2 separate regions of the Mus musculus genome follow, and region 2 is linked to region 1. Evidence: chromatin contacts called from public promoter capture Hi-C data. All regions are on one chromosome and are shown on one strand. The core of a region is the stretch at or near the end of the contact, and the rest is flanking DNA. Distances in the headings are between cores, read along the strand shown. Region 1 overlaps Lpp (LIM domain containing preferred translocation partner in lipoma). Region 2 overlaps Lpp (LIM domain containing preferred translocation partner in lipoma).

Evidence for each region. Promoter capture Hi-C pulls out the DNA fragments that hold promoters and counts their contacts.
Region 2: a promoter capture Hi-C map of liver shows a contact between it and region 1, with 2.4 times the contacts expected there. The contact joins two enhancer-like sites. A contact is called at or near these places in 2 of 39 promoter capture datasets (both in liver) and 5 of 115 datasets of contacts at active chromatin or transcription factors (bone marrow-derived macrophages, cardiomyocytes, embryonic stem cells and 2 more).

What each region holds. Positions count from the first base shown.
Region 1 is chr16:24,422,030-24,428,748 of GRCm38.p6, forward strand. The region is part of intron 1 of Lpp (LIM domain containing preferred translocation partner in lipoma); the gene reads left to right. Among named protein-coding and RNA genes, the nearest start is that of Gm24440, 19 kb to the left of the region's middle. Within about 2 kb of position 2,527, at least 43 of the 459 cell types and tissues checked have an H3K27ac peak or open chromatin away from gene starts, as enhancers often do. A contact at or near this core is called in liver, where this site is marked.
Region 2 is chr16:24,873,139-24,880,559 of GRCm38.p6, forward strand. All of the region lies in intron 9 of Lpp (LIM domain containing preferred translocation partner in lipoma), which reads left to right. Among named protein-coding and RNA genes, the nearest start is that of Gm22672, 7.3 kb to the right of the region's middle. Within about 2 kb of position 5,978, at least 35 of the 459 cell types and tissues checked have an H3K27ac peak or open chromatin away from gene starts, as enhancers often do. A contact at or near this core is called in liver, where this site is marked.

The DNA of each region.
Region 1 (6,719 bases), core at 1,277-3,776:
GATTTTAGTGTGATTCCCAGACAACCTTTTGTTTCTGGTCTGTCATGTCTAGGCAGTAGCAAGAGAAAGGGGATGTTGGCTGAGGCTTTCCATGAGACATCCCATGGAAGGGCTTGCAGACTTCACAGAGGCCAAGGGTGTGATTAGCACTTTGATTGCGTGGCAGGCCGGAATGGGAAACAGGAATAGAACTAATTACCATGATAGCTGCCATTTATTGAGTGCTCACTCTGCCAGGCAGTCTGCCTGCATCATTTCCCTTAATCCTGTAATAGCCATGAGGGAGGGGATGGGGTGGCTAGTAGCTTCCTCAGTGGTCAGCTGGGAGGTGAACTCAGTTCTGCTTGATTTCAAAGTCATGATACTCTGCTTCTCCAGCTGCACACTTTGCTTCTTAGCTGCCACTCCTAGGGATTTAACCAGAAAGCCTGTGGAGATAGAGTGAACTCAGGGTATAATGATGTGATAAGAGATGTCAGAAAATGCAGTATATTGTGTGAAGTAGTAAAGATGCTGTTCGTTAGAGGGATTCAAGCTTAACCATGGTGAGAACTGGGGTAGAGCGTGGGTTTTAGCGTGTGTTCTTTTATATGACGGTCCATTCGTGGAGCAATATGAGCTAGAAATGTATAGGCTGAACATGGGTGAAGCATACATGTATTTGTTTAGATGACCCTCAGAGCTGTGCTGTTAATGGTTTCTGGGTACCTGTGATGTCGTGATAGGTTCCCAGTGTTCCAGAAATCAGAGCTTTAGCATGTGAACACTCCCTGTTCAGGAAGGCATTGTGAACATTCTCCCAGTGAAAGATAATAAACTATCCAGTGCCAGAGAGTATTAGGAAAATTGTGTGTGTGTGTGTATGTATATATGTATGTGTGTGATTATGTGTGTGTATATTTGTGTATGTGTGTGTATATGCATGTGTTAGTGTGTATACATGTATATGTATGTGTGTGTAGGTATGCATATGTGAGTGGGTGCATGAGTGCATGTATATTTGTGTGTGTATCTATGTGTGTATGTATATCTGTGTGTGATGTATTTGTGTGTGTTCAATTAGGGGAGAGTTGATTGTAATTATTATTTTTTAACATTGCTCAGGATTGGCTTTGAAGGTTGTGTGGCACTAGTTGAGGTTGTAGGATGATGTCACTGATTCAGTGTACTTAGTGTGCCTGTGGGAAGAGCTTTGCCGAGTGAGTTTTCAGCTTCTCAGTTAATGTGGCTCTGTTCAACCATCCTTGCTGTTGGTGAAAGAAAAAACAGGCTTACCCCTTTGTAATTCAGATGTGTGCCATGCGCTTCCTATGGTAGAGCAGTGAGGGCTTTGTGCAAGGACGAGAAAGAATTAGCGTGAAGGAGAGCTTGGGCAGGGCTGGCCAAAGGGGGGGCCATGTAGGGAAGGTGGAGACATCCAGATCTGCTTTAAGATGGAGTGGTGGCTGTCCAACTGCTGGGTGTCCCCAGGTACACATGGTGTAGATTTTGTGAATTGCTACAAAGGAAGTCTGTAAGAATGATGCTCTGAGCTTTGAGAAGGGCTTGCCCAGGGCCATCACCTTGCTTTTTCACTCGTCTTGAATGATGCCTTCCTTCTTACTGCCTTAATAGCAGAGGGGAAAAAGACTTGGATGTTTGAGTCAGAAAGGACTGCCTTGGAATTCGTCAGTATCTCATAGTCTTGACCTTGAGAAAAATGATTCTATCCTCTGAACTATAAAATGATGTCTATACAGAGTACCCTCTAGGACACGGCCCACAGTGCTGGGGAAAACATGGATCACAAATCCTGTTGAGGCCTCTGACCTAGCTCAGATGGTAGAATGTGTGCTGTGCAAGCATGGCAGTGTGGCTTCTGTCCCCAGAGCTTTCACAGACACAAAGCTCATATGGCCTTGCCCTCTGGTAAGGTCAGCATTAGCGAGGCAAGGACATGTGTCTCCCTGGGGCATGTCACAGCCAGTGTGTTCTACTTGGTGAGAGGCCTTGTCTCAGACGTGGGTGCCAGTTAGGAAAGGCACCTGAGGTGGTCCTGTACCATGCTCTGGTCTGGTCTGCACACACACACATGTATACTCTACATCTGCATACACATGACGAGGCACCACATATGTGTAAAGAATCCATGTGGAACAGAGCGGTGGCATATGTAGTCAGACCTGAATGAGAAGGCTGAGGTGTGAATCAGGGACACAGACATTTCTCTTCTCTGCTTTCAGTCTACCCATGTGGGTAATTCTCCTTGTTTTCTTGTTACTCCGAATGTTGCTGGCTTTGTGTCTCACTCAGATAACTTGTACTTCTCCTTTGTCAGTTTTTTCCATGTAGGTTTAAGTCATTACTCTTGGCTCAGGTCAAACCTCTGAATGATTACTGGGGTCTCTCAGGCACTCCACGAGGCCGGCGATAGCTGTCTCCCGTCCCACCACGGGTTGACAACTTTTTCCTTGGTGCCATCTCACCTGTAAGCTGCTGGAGGTCAGAGTTCAGGTGTAACACATTGCTCTCTGCCCTGTAGCACTGAGCAGAACACTGTGCGCGCAGGCAGGTCCTTTCCAAAGGCGCTGAAAGGATTACAGAAACAGGAGGGTGAGCTGATGGCTGGTATTCATTCCCGTGGCTTCAGAAACCTGGGAGAAGCAAGGATGGTTCAGGAGTGGAAGTCAGGCCTGTGGGTACCGTTTCCTCATTCAGGGGCAGGCAGTGACAGCCTGGAGCTGCAGATCCTTGAGACTTGCCACCTCAGGCCTAAATCTGCCTCCTTTAATTACATCCTTTCCAGGGAACAGGAGTCCTTGTTGTCTGCCCTGAAGTTGCTAAATATAGCTCCAACCTCAGGGCCTTGTGTGCTTCTGGGCCACAGCTCTGCAGTCTGTGCTGGTTGTTGAATCTCGGCTTTCCTCAGGGATTCTTTACATTTTAAAGTTTTCATTCGGGACACCTTTGTGTTTTGAAGGCAGCCAAGAGTGTTGAAGGGCAAAAGAGTGTTTAAAACTGTACAGGAAGATGACAAATTTGGGGAGCAGAGAGGAAGGGGAAAGTTTTAAATGAAGGCCAAGTACTTATACATGGAACCCACTGTCAGTAAGTGACTCAAACGATGACAGTGACATCATTTTGTTACCATTTTCCCAGAAAACCTCCTGTCTTTCTTTCTTTTTTTTTTTAACTGAACTATCAGCCATGACATTTAAAAACATAATTATTATTAAATATATTTAACATAAATATTAAACATATCTAGACAGCAACTATTTTAAAACATTATTTTGTGTGTGAGTGTGTGTGTGTGTGTGTGTGTGTGTGTGTTGTGCATATGGAGGTCAGAGGACAATTTTGGGGGTCAGTTCTCCTTTGGTGTGTGTTTGAGATTCCAATACAGGCCATCAGGCTCGGTGTCAGTACCTTCACCCCTGGAGCCTTCTTGCCAAACCAAGCAATTGCTTTTTACCTTGAGATACTTTTAGTCTCTGTCTCTATCTCTTCTTTTTCATTTTATGTATTTTTGAGATGGGATCTCTCTACATAGCTCTGGCTGACCAGAAACTCACTATGTAAACCAGGCTGACCACAAACTCACAGAGATCTACCTGCTTCTGCCTCTCAAGTGCTGGCATTAGAGGCATGGCACCACCACTGCCCAGGTTGTCTTTGTCTTTAATGTCCATCATTAAAATAAAAACACAATCCAGCAGTATATATGGTAAGATAAAAAGACCTCCTGTGTTATTTCTTCCCAACACAATCTCATTCCCAATAATCAACCAATGGCACCCAGTTTTAACTTTCTCCTGTTTACTGTCATTTCTGGGAAAAATGTGTTCCTCTCTTTATTTCCTGAGAGTAGTATAAAATATGCCTCTTGAGTTTGTTCTGTTACAGATAAGGATTGCTTATTTATAGCCAGTTCACACGTGTATTTCCCTTTCCTTGTCCTTTGCTGTTAGCGTAGGCTGTGTTTGACCTGTTTCTTTCCCCTGTTAGCTTATGTCATCTGCATAAATGAGATTGCTGAGTCAGCCCTCATCCTGTCTTCACAGAGCCCTGGGCCTTGCCTTGCCTTTCACCCTCTAGTTTACCTTTGAATTTCTCAGCAACGATTTCACCTTAGCAACCTCAAAGGGTTGTAATGGATTGCATGTGCACCTGTATATAGTTTGCAACAATGTCTAAGTCTTGTGTGCTCTGTCTGTGACTTGTATTGAAGTGAAAACACTGCCATGGACATTATATATAGGTGACATTGCTGCGTACTAGGGCTAACTCGTGTTCTGTAGCCCCATCTCTGTCTTTCTAGGGTTCTGAGGTCATGACCTATAATCCACTTACACGGAAGTAAAATTTTCGTAATGTCAAAATCTAACTTTCTCTAGTTCTTCAAAATCAGCCCAGATTTGGTTTTAATTCTACAGTGAACCTCTTGGTTACTATGATTTTTTTTTTTTTTTGTTTTTTGTTTTTGTTTTGTTTTTTTTTTCTGGCAGCTTGAGGTTTGTTTCTTTTGTTGGGGAAAGAAAACGTAAGCACTCTCTACCCATCCTTTCTGTTTTGTTTTTGTCATTGTTCCTTCTTCCTGTCCACCCACGTATTTGCTTCCCTTGGACATTCTTTTCCTGTGGCACCTTTGTACCAGGCTCTCTTAAGGATGGAGAACACCCCTCCCCCCACTGATTCTGATTTTCTCGTGTTGTGTGCCGTTTCTTGGGGAGATGTGCACAGATGTCTGTCACTTCAGATTGTGCTGACGGCATACCAAAGTCATAATTCCACCCAACGCTAGATGGGAGAAGTCGTCAGTTTACTGATGGGACTTAAGTGTACCTGCTTTCCTCTCCCTGCACCACGAGAAAGCTCGCCAAACCTTAGACCTGGAGCTTCCTGCCAGCTTGTAGGTATCACTTCCACAGTCTCCTAGTCTCCAGGGATTGTTCACTGTTTACTCTTGTCAGTGGCTTCCTGAATCTGCTAATAGTTTCTGAGATTTTAGAGCCTTGTACGTTTCCCTGAGTCTTGTGAGTCCTTGGTTTTCCTGAGTTTTAAGAACTTCTGTTTTCCTTCCAGTAGGGAATGTTTCAATTTGGAGGAAGTAGCGGTATGACTTCTCCTTTTTCCAATAAGGGAAAAAAAAAAAAAAAAACCCAAGACAACCAGGCTTACCTTAACCAGCAAGGGTACTGCACATACCACAACATCTCCTTTTATCTAAACGCCATTGTCTTATTTTCTAGACTATCACTGGGGTAGCCTTCTGGCAATCTTGAGTTGTATCATCACTTTTTCAAAGGAAGATTATGCTAAAGTAGTGTTCACTAACTTTTTCTTAAACCGGGTTTTATTAAGCAGCTTCATCTGCTGCTCACTTCTGCTTACTTAACTTACAGTTCTCATGGAATCTATATTGTCCCTTCTCCCGCCACACTGTGTGGATGGGTGTGTTGCTGCTTGCACATTGTTGGATAGCGGTTGTTGATGATTAAGCACACTGTTATGGACATCTCTATGCTGAGATCCTCTGTCTTTGCTTTATTTCATGAAGGTGCCATTATGTCTGGGTACCACCCTAATGCACAGTGCTTGTGCTGGGTTGTAGTGGGTGATGTGGCACCTCTTATTTAAGGATTCTGTTTTTGAAAGGGGCAGTAGGATCTGGAAGAAAGACAGCATCTCTTGGTGGCCTCAAGAACATACATATGACATATTGTTCTTGGTGTTGCCTAGAAGTTCATGTGCTAGGAATTAGGCCCAGAATATTCTTTCCCCCTCGGTTTTGTGGTCAATTGCATCACATCGACACCTCTAACTGGATCACCACCGGTAATTACTAGAATTCTTTCCCACTGACTTCTGAAAACATGAGAGTCTTTCTTAAAAAGCAAAGAGGAATTCTCCTCAGAACACTCTACACAGTTTAGAACTGCTTATGTACTTGGTATAGCAGGAAGGGACTTAAGGACTGGCAAGCTATTAGAGAAAATGGATTGCTGTTAAGAAAGCTATAGGCCCAGGAAGCATCATGTTTTCGTATATTAAGGAGGCTTAGTGTTCTGTTACATATGAAATGTAGTCAGGCAACTTTTACAGTTTGGTTACCAAAGATATCTGAATGACTTCACTGTAGAAAGATGTGACTGTGTTAACTCATTAATGAACATTGAACATGCACCACTGGACGTATACCCCATTGCACTGTGGGAAAACTCAGAGCTTAGTGACTCACAGTCTAGTAACTCTGGATACTGGGCGATAATGCTGCATTGGAGGTGCTGATGAGACACACGGAGCTGAAGTCTAATTGCTTGCAGATGGTGTGGTCCAACATGAGAGGAAGGGCCAGGGTGGGAGAGGTACTCACTCAGGGTTAGTGGGAGGAGCAGAGCCAGCGCTGGACCTCAGGTGGCTCTGTCTCTATTCTCTCTTCCCATACCACCTCTCCCAACAGTAAAACGGGCAGTATACTTTCTCCATGCGAACTGTACTTTATGAAGATGGAAATTGGGCAAATGTTTCACTAATGGAGAGGGATGGCCTCAGAGGACTTTAATCTGAGACACAAGGAATTGTTTCCTAGATGAGAGGAAGTGGCAGGGCTCTTTCTTGATTGCTGTTGTTTTTAATCTTGGGACATTTGAGGCTTACTTTTGACCAAGGCACCTGTACTTTCTGGATCACACACTTGACAGCCGAGAAATAAGATGGTGACGTTTGGTAGTCTGCTG
Region 2 (7,421 bases), core at 4,728-7,227, 450 kb after region 1:
CTGGCTTTGCCTCCCAATTACTGGAACTAAAGACATTTGTCACCACAACCTGCCAAGTTTGAAACTTTTACACGTCTGTGCCAGTCTACAGTCTACCCTGTGCCTCAGTTATGGTGCCTTACAGTAAACCTTGCTTTCAAACCGTTTACATCCTTCAGCAAGTTGAATATAGTGGTACGTGTCTCAGCCACTGTAGAGGCTATGGCAACAATGTTACAAGGTCAGTTCCACCCTGAGCAACACAGCATCTCCCTGTCCCACTTTCTTTTTTTGTGTAGATAGAGGATGAGAGCAAAATATCCACCTCTGTTATTGTCAAAATTGGTTGGACTGTTCTGCATCCTTTTGCATTCTAGAAGTGGCTTGTCAATTCATATTGATAAAGCCCGCAGGATTACTCATAATTCAAATGAGAAGCATTGACTCCTTAAAAGGACTTCCAAACCATGAACATGATGTATCTGTTCCTTGATGTAAGTGTTCTTTCATTTTGCTCGGTGACTTTTTTTTAATTTTAAACTATAGAAGTCTTATGTATATTTTGGATCAAAAGCTAGAAATAAAAGCCAAAATTATAAAGTTTTTATGAAAAAAAACACTCCCAAGAAAGTTCTTATGAAATTAGGGCAGTCAAAGATTTAATGTAGGATATACCCAAATAAATCTATTGAAAGATAAATTCAATTTCATCAACATTCTAAAAGCGTGTAAGTCCAGGACATGGAAACTCTTGACAAGAGAACTAAAATTTACATCCATACCAGCCAGGGCTTGAAACAAGACCCTGTCCTCAAAAAACGAAAAGCAGAAAAATCTAAAACTTGTTCTCAGAAGAAACCATTGAAATGTGAAACACCAAGCCATGCATCCAAAATGATATGTGTCCAGTATACAGAGAGCAGGTTTCTAACTCAATCAAAACAAAAAACAAAAGGAGGCAAAAGGTTTAAACAGATGCTTTTCTGGGAAAAATCATCAACTAAAAATATGCTTGGTATCTGTGGTCCCCAAGAAGAGACTTCCTAAAGTGTCCCCTTACTTGAGTTAGGAACAAATTCAAATTGAAGAGATTCGAGGCTCTGCCACGTCCCAGGCGCGAACTGGGATGTGAAATGGCTGAGATTCTCCTGAACTGCTGAGAACAGGATCGTACAATGGATACTTTTAAAAGATCTTAGCAGTGTCTTTAAAAATTAAACACACAGTAAACATAACCAAGCTTTTCTCCAACATGTTCGCCTAAAGCAAACAAAACCCCTGTTTTCACACAGACTTGAACATAGAGGTTGATGTCAACTTTATTTGTAGTAGTCAAAATTGGCAGTGGCCCAAGACTCCATCTGTAGGTGAAAGGACAAATTGCATCATCGTCACACAGTAAAATGGACACATAGGGAAATAAGCTGGTAAAATGTGAAAGACTGACTTGCTGAGGGTAGGGAGGAATGCCAAGAGAAAGACATGGGTGATAGTTCTGGCTTGGTCATGGTGTTAACTATAGCTTTTACATTTATTAAAAATAATCAAAACATTTACGTAAAATGGCCTTGGTTATTACATTTACAGAATATCCAAAAGTATAGTATGGCTTAGCAACTAAGAAGACTTGTTCCTCTTTGAACCAAGACATGGTTCCTAATACCCACACTAGTATTCACAGCCTCCTAATTCCAGTTCCAGGGGATCCAATACCCTCTTTTGGCTTCCGGGACACCTGCATGTACACAGTACACACACATGCAAGAAGGCACACATGCAGACACAGAAATAAAATTTTAAATTTTAGTATATGGAAATAAACACCATGAAGTACATTTCTATATTTTTTTTCCCGTTAGACTGAAGCATGCTTAAGTGAGGGTTAGTGAACCATACATACTGCAGAGTTTCCTCATTTCTGCACACCTTTTTTGGGCTTCTTTAGAAACAATAAGAACTTAAAGGCTGTTTATGCTTTTCCCCCTTAATATTTAAAGTTTGTGTGCACGTGCCTGATTGAACCTTATTTACCTAAGTAAAATATCCTGATGAAACTTTCCCAGTGCGGTCTACTTAGATTTTAAGAATCTGACCCATTCTTTCCCTCCCTCCCTTCCTTCCTTCCTTCCTTCCTTCCTTCCCTCCCTCCCTCCCTCCCTTCGTTTCTTCTTCTTCTTCTTCTTCTTCTTCTTCTTCTTCTTCCTCTTCCTCTTCCTCTTCCTCCTCCTCCTCTTCTTCTTCTTCTTCTTCTTCTTCTTCTTCTTCTTCTTCTTCTTCTTCTTCTTCTTCTTCTCTTCTTCTTCTTCTTCTTCTTCTTCTTCTTCTTCTTCTTCTTCTTCTTCTTCTTCTTCTTCTTCTTCTCCTCTTCCTCCTCCTCCTTCTCTCTGTCTCTGTCTCTCATTTCACTCTTTTGATCATCATGGACAGATTTGGGGTGAAATGTAGTGCTTCTAGTGACTCTGGCAGGGAGCATCAGTTGGTTATGTCCTGTAAAAGGCATACGGCTAAAGAAGCTTTTGAATGGAAATGGAGTCCCTGTTCTTCTTTTTTCTGTGTCAGCTTTGATTTGATTAGGTCTGAAAAGGGGAAACTATTCAGATACACTAAACAGAAGAGCATTAGCCCACCCCCTAGTCCTTGTGTTACTGTTAAATTTTGGTAGGTAAAAGGCACAGTACAACTCACCCCTGCCTCCCTGAGAACCAGCCACTAAAGCGCACAGTAGGAGGGCTTTGTCATGAAAATTCCAAAGCTTGAAGAGACTCTTGCCTACAGCTTTCCTTGGGGCAGCATCCTACCTGTAGCAGTTCTGACCACTCTACTGAACATCTCTCAGTGCCTGTAAATCTTTCCTTCTGAAAGAGACTGACAGAGATCTAGTCACAAGATATAAGTGCATCTATTAGGCAAGTAACCAGATCCCCATCTTGCAGTAGCCTCATGTGGGTATGTAAGAAGCTTTGATAACCAGGTTTCTATTTGAATCTGGTCAGGCCAGTCTTTGGTTTAGTATGTGTGTGCATGTGACTCTTCTCTCCTTAACATTTGCTAACGATTGGGGTAGTATTTGCATACTGCTGGGGACTGGATGATGTAAAACTTGCTTCTTCTCTCCAATATTGTTCTTCATGGTGAGTTTTTATGTTTTACTTACAACTACTGAACTACTACCATGCACAACAAAGCTACACAGGTCATGAATATTCAAAAGTGTAGCTACCTACCTACCTACTTACCTCTACCTCTACATACACACACACACACACACACACACACACACACACACACACACACACACCACATTTAAAACCATGTACTCTCATGTAAAGGCACATAAACAAATGTACATGTGAGGGCCCTTATTAAATTAACCTCTACAGTCCCCCACAAACTATGTCCACAATGGGAATGTGAAAGCTGTCCTCCACTCTTTCCTCTTTGCCCATTTAGTCTGTTCCTTTATTCTGTGTATTTTGAAACACTTTTGGAATCATCCCCTCTTCCCCAACCATGCTGCCAACTGCTGGTACCATACTTTATAGCCAGGCATAATAGACAGCATGGATTTTAGCACTGAGTAACAAATGAGCAAGTGTTGGCTCTGCTTGTATTTGTTGTTGTGATCATAAAAAGATAAAGCGGTGTTAATATATGTTCTAAGGGGGTGTGGTGGGGTGTGGGTGAAGGGGGTGCCTTAGCCGGCCCATACCAAGGCATCCCCTTCCCCCTGAGAGACCAGCCACACCCCTGAGAGACCAGCCACACCCCTGAGAGACCAGCCACAGGACTGTATAGTGTAGAAAAGAGTTTATTCAGGGCAACTCAATAGAGAGTTAAGAGGGTAGTAGAGGCAGAGAAAAGGAGAAAGTAGAGAAGTAGAGGCCAACCATGACTACATGGAGAGAGGGGGGAAGGGAATGGGGAGAGAGGGGGAACGGGGGCAGGGGAAAGAGGCAAGGGAGAAAGGCAAGAGTAAGAGGATTGGACAAGCAGCCCCTCTTATAGTGAACCAGACTACCTCGCTCTTGCCAGGTAACTGTTGGGGTGTAGTTTAGACAGAATACCAATATTTGTTGTGTGATAGTTGATGAGATTTAACTTTTCAGAGCTTCTCTGTCTTTGCCTGCAGATTAAAGATAAGGCAGTGGCTTATGAGCTCTTTTATCACCCTCTTTGCTCCTCTGTGCCCTTCCTCCACTTTTATCTAGAGGTGTTATTATAACATGCATATAGGCATGTATGTTTAAGGCCTAAGACATATATCCACTTTGTTACATGGCAGTGTTTTATTGGTTGGTCTTCTGTAGAAACCCTCCTTGCCCTGCCTTGGGCCCAGGGCTGCAGCCTAGTTCCTCCCTCCTCACAGGTCAGTAGGTCCAGACTGCCAGTGTTCTCACTTGCTCCATGACTGTGTGTCTTCCATCTTTCCCCTAATACAGAATTCCCCACTTGGTTTTCAAAGCCTGAGTCCACACTTTCCCTTCTAAATCTGCCCTGATTGGATCTATATGTTATGTAACAACTGTGTGCCCATGAGCTCTAGAGAAGGCAAAGGCCAGGTCCCATTCATCTTTCTCTTCTCGGTGAGTTCCAATGCCTGCTCTGTGCAGTAATCACTTGACACTTGTTTATGTGGATATTCACATTCTGTGTTACCTGTTCCAGCTACATGTTAAGATTCGTTGCCATTTGCCCAAGAACTGTTCTATTAAAACATTTTCAATTTTACTAGAAATTTAATGAGAATTCCTCTATTACTCTGTGAATTTTTACCAATCCAGTGTTCAAAGTTGTATGTGGAAAGCAGTGTCTCAGAGGGAAGCAATATGAAACACATGGAACATCTTTCAGGAGCCACATGACAAACCACAAGATTCAGATAAGAATGAAATTCCCTCTAAAAGCAGGCTTAGAGGCTGGGCACAGGATCCTGATAAGGTAGCAGGGAGCCAATGGATTCAGGCTTTGAAAGCTAGCTGGGAAATTCCATGTATGTGTAAAAGGGAGAAAGCCTTTTACCAAGCCATGCATGAAGGTTACTGCTGTCTCTGCTAGGCTGCCACATAAGTAGGTCAATAAATAGTTCATTCAAGTATAACTTTAGTACCTATTCTAAATGGTTTAGAATCTTTTGAATAAGCATGAATTTAAAAAAAAAGAACCCTCTAATATATTGTTCCAAGATTTTTAGCTCAGCAAATCTCTTCTACAATCTTTTGGAGTTGGCAAGTTCCTCAGAAGCTATCCTAAGGATAGTGGTGGTATAGACAAGACAGACGAAGGGGCTCATCACTGCCCTTCATGCCCCCTCTCCTTATTGCTTTAGTGGACAGTAGGACCACCTAGTCCTCAGGATCCATCCTCAGAGCACTGCTGGAAGACCTCTCCATCTTCCTTGATCAGGTACTGATTTACAAAAGCAAGAGTTTGGCCAGCCCATGTCTCCGATTCCCACTGCCTTGTTCTTGAAGTTGCTCTTCATGTTTCCCTCCAGCAAATCCCATGGGGAACCTCTGAAGTGCCTAAGTTACTCTTTAATAAATATCTCTCTTCTCTGAGGCACCATCCCTCCTAGTTGAACCACCTGCCACAAGCTAAATTATTCCTTAGTGTTTACACCTTGCGGATATTTATAGCCATCATCATGGCACCCCTTAGTCATCCTCCAGCCCCGGTGTGTTACATATATAGCTCTTTTAATCTTTCTACAAAGTCAGACTCCTCAGTCTCTTAATCACTTGTACCATCCTCTCTCTGGTGCCTATAAGAGAACAGTTTGAATATATCCCAGATGGCAAAAAATAACCCCAACATGTGGTAACTAGGGGGAGAAAACCACGGAGGAGATGAAAGGAGCAATCTCCAGGTTAATTAGTGGGGTGGCCGCAAATATGTGCACAGTTTGTTTCAGAAATAAAGCAAGCTGTATTTGTTGTAACTGTCTCCACTTTGAACTCAGTAGTATGTTGGTGGAGCCAAGCTGTGTTGATGGTCCAAACAGCCACTAAAGACCTTTGACTTTGTACTCCCTCTGTGTATCTCTTGCTTAAGATGGACTTCAAATAGGATCACATAGCGATACAAGAAAATATTACTAGTTTCTGTTTAGTTTTATGGCTTTACGTGGTTTCTGAGCTTCATATAAGCTCAGTAAGGGAGGACCTTTGACTTGTCTCTCTCGTTATTAGGCACATGGGTATTAGTCATCTTATAAAATTAGCAGTGTTTACTGAATATGATAGCCTAAATAAGGAACAACTTCAGTACAAGAGTGATTGCTCAGAAATGCTCCACAGACAGCAGGAGAATATGGCCATTTCCAAGTTTGTTTTTTTATTAGATATTTTCTTCATTTACATTTCAAATGCTATCCCGAGAGTCCCCTATACCCTCCCCCCACCTGCTCCCCAACCCACCCACTCCCACTTTCATAATGTTTTGAAAGGCTATGCAGAAATGTCCACTAAGTGATTTTCTCCACACCTGATTCAGCCTTGATTCAGTTTATGTACTTATCTTACAAAATGTATCTTGGGTTGGAAAACTAAACTCTGAAGGAGTCCTTAGGAAAACCTCCCGATTCCTTTGGGGGAGGCTGCAGGATGTACCATCTGTAAGAAGAGTGTGCCTCAGCTGTATAAGAAAGGTAGCTGGCAAGGCATAGGAGTGCATGCTTTTAGTCACAGCACACAAAGTCCAGACAGCTTAAAGCAAAACCAGAGAAGAATGCTGCTTACTGGCTTGCCAGGAAAGGAACTTGCAACAGAAACAACATGTAGGAACGCTCTTCACTAGCTTGCTCAGTTCCTTTTCTTATACACACCAGACCCACCTGCCCAAGGATGGCACTGCCCATGGTGTGCTGGGTCCTCTAGCATCAGCCATTAATCAAGAAAATGCCTCATAGATATGCACACAGGCAAATCTGATGGAGATGGGTCCCTCAACCGAGATTTCCTCTTCTCAGAAATGCATGTCTAAGTTTGTGTTGAGATGACAGAAGGTATTGCAGGAAGGTACCTGAGGATGGGCCTGAAGTCAGCCTCTTCATTAAGTTCCTGTATTGAGTTTTTGCCTTGGCTTCCTTTGATGATACACTGTAAACTCTAAGGTGAGATAAGACCTCTCCTCCCCAAATGCCTCTTGGTCATATGGTGACCACAGCAACAGAACACACAGCAGAGAGGATGTGACCAGCCTCCATCTGTGACTCCTAGGAAATTTTCCTTTTCCCAGAGTCTCACGTGGTCCAGAAAGTGTTCCTTCTGGCCCAGCCATGCCCCTCCTATAGAATTGTATGCTTTCTTCTGCAGATGTCTCTAATGTTCTTTCAGGCTGATCAACTCTGACAGTTTCTTCGTGTTTTCTTTTACCAAGCATTTGTCTGCAGCTTAGAAGATATGAGTCTCACCAGAGTTCATTAGAATAGATTTTAGGCTTTA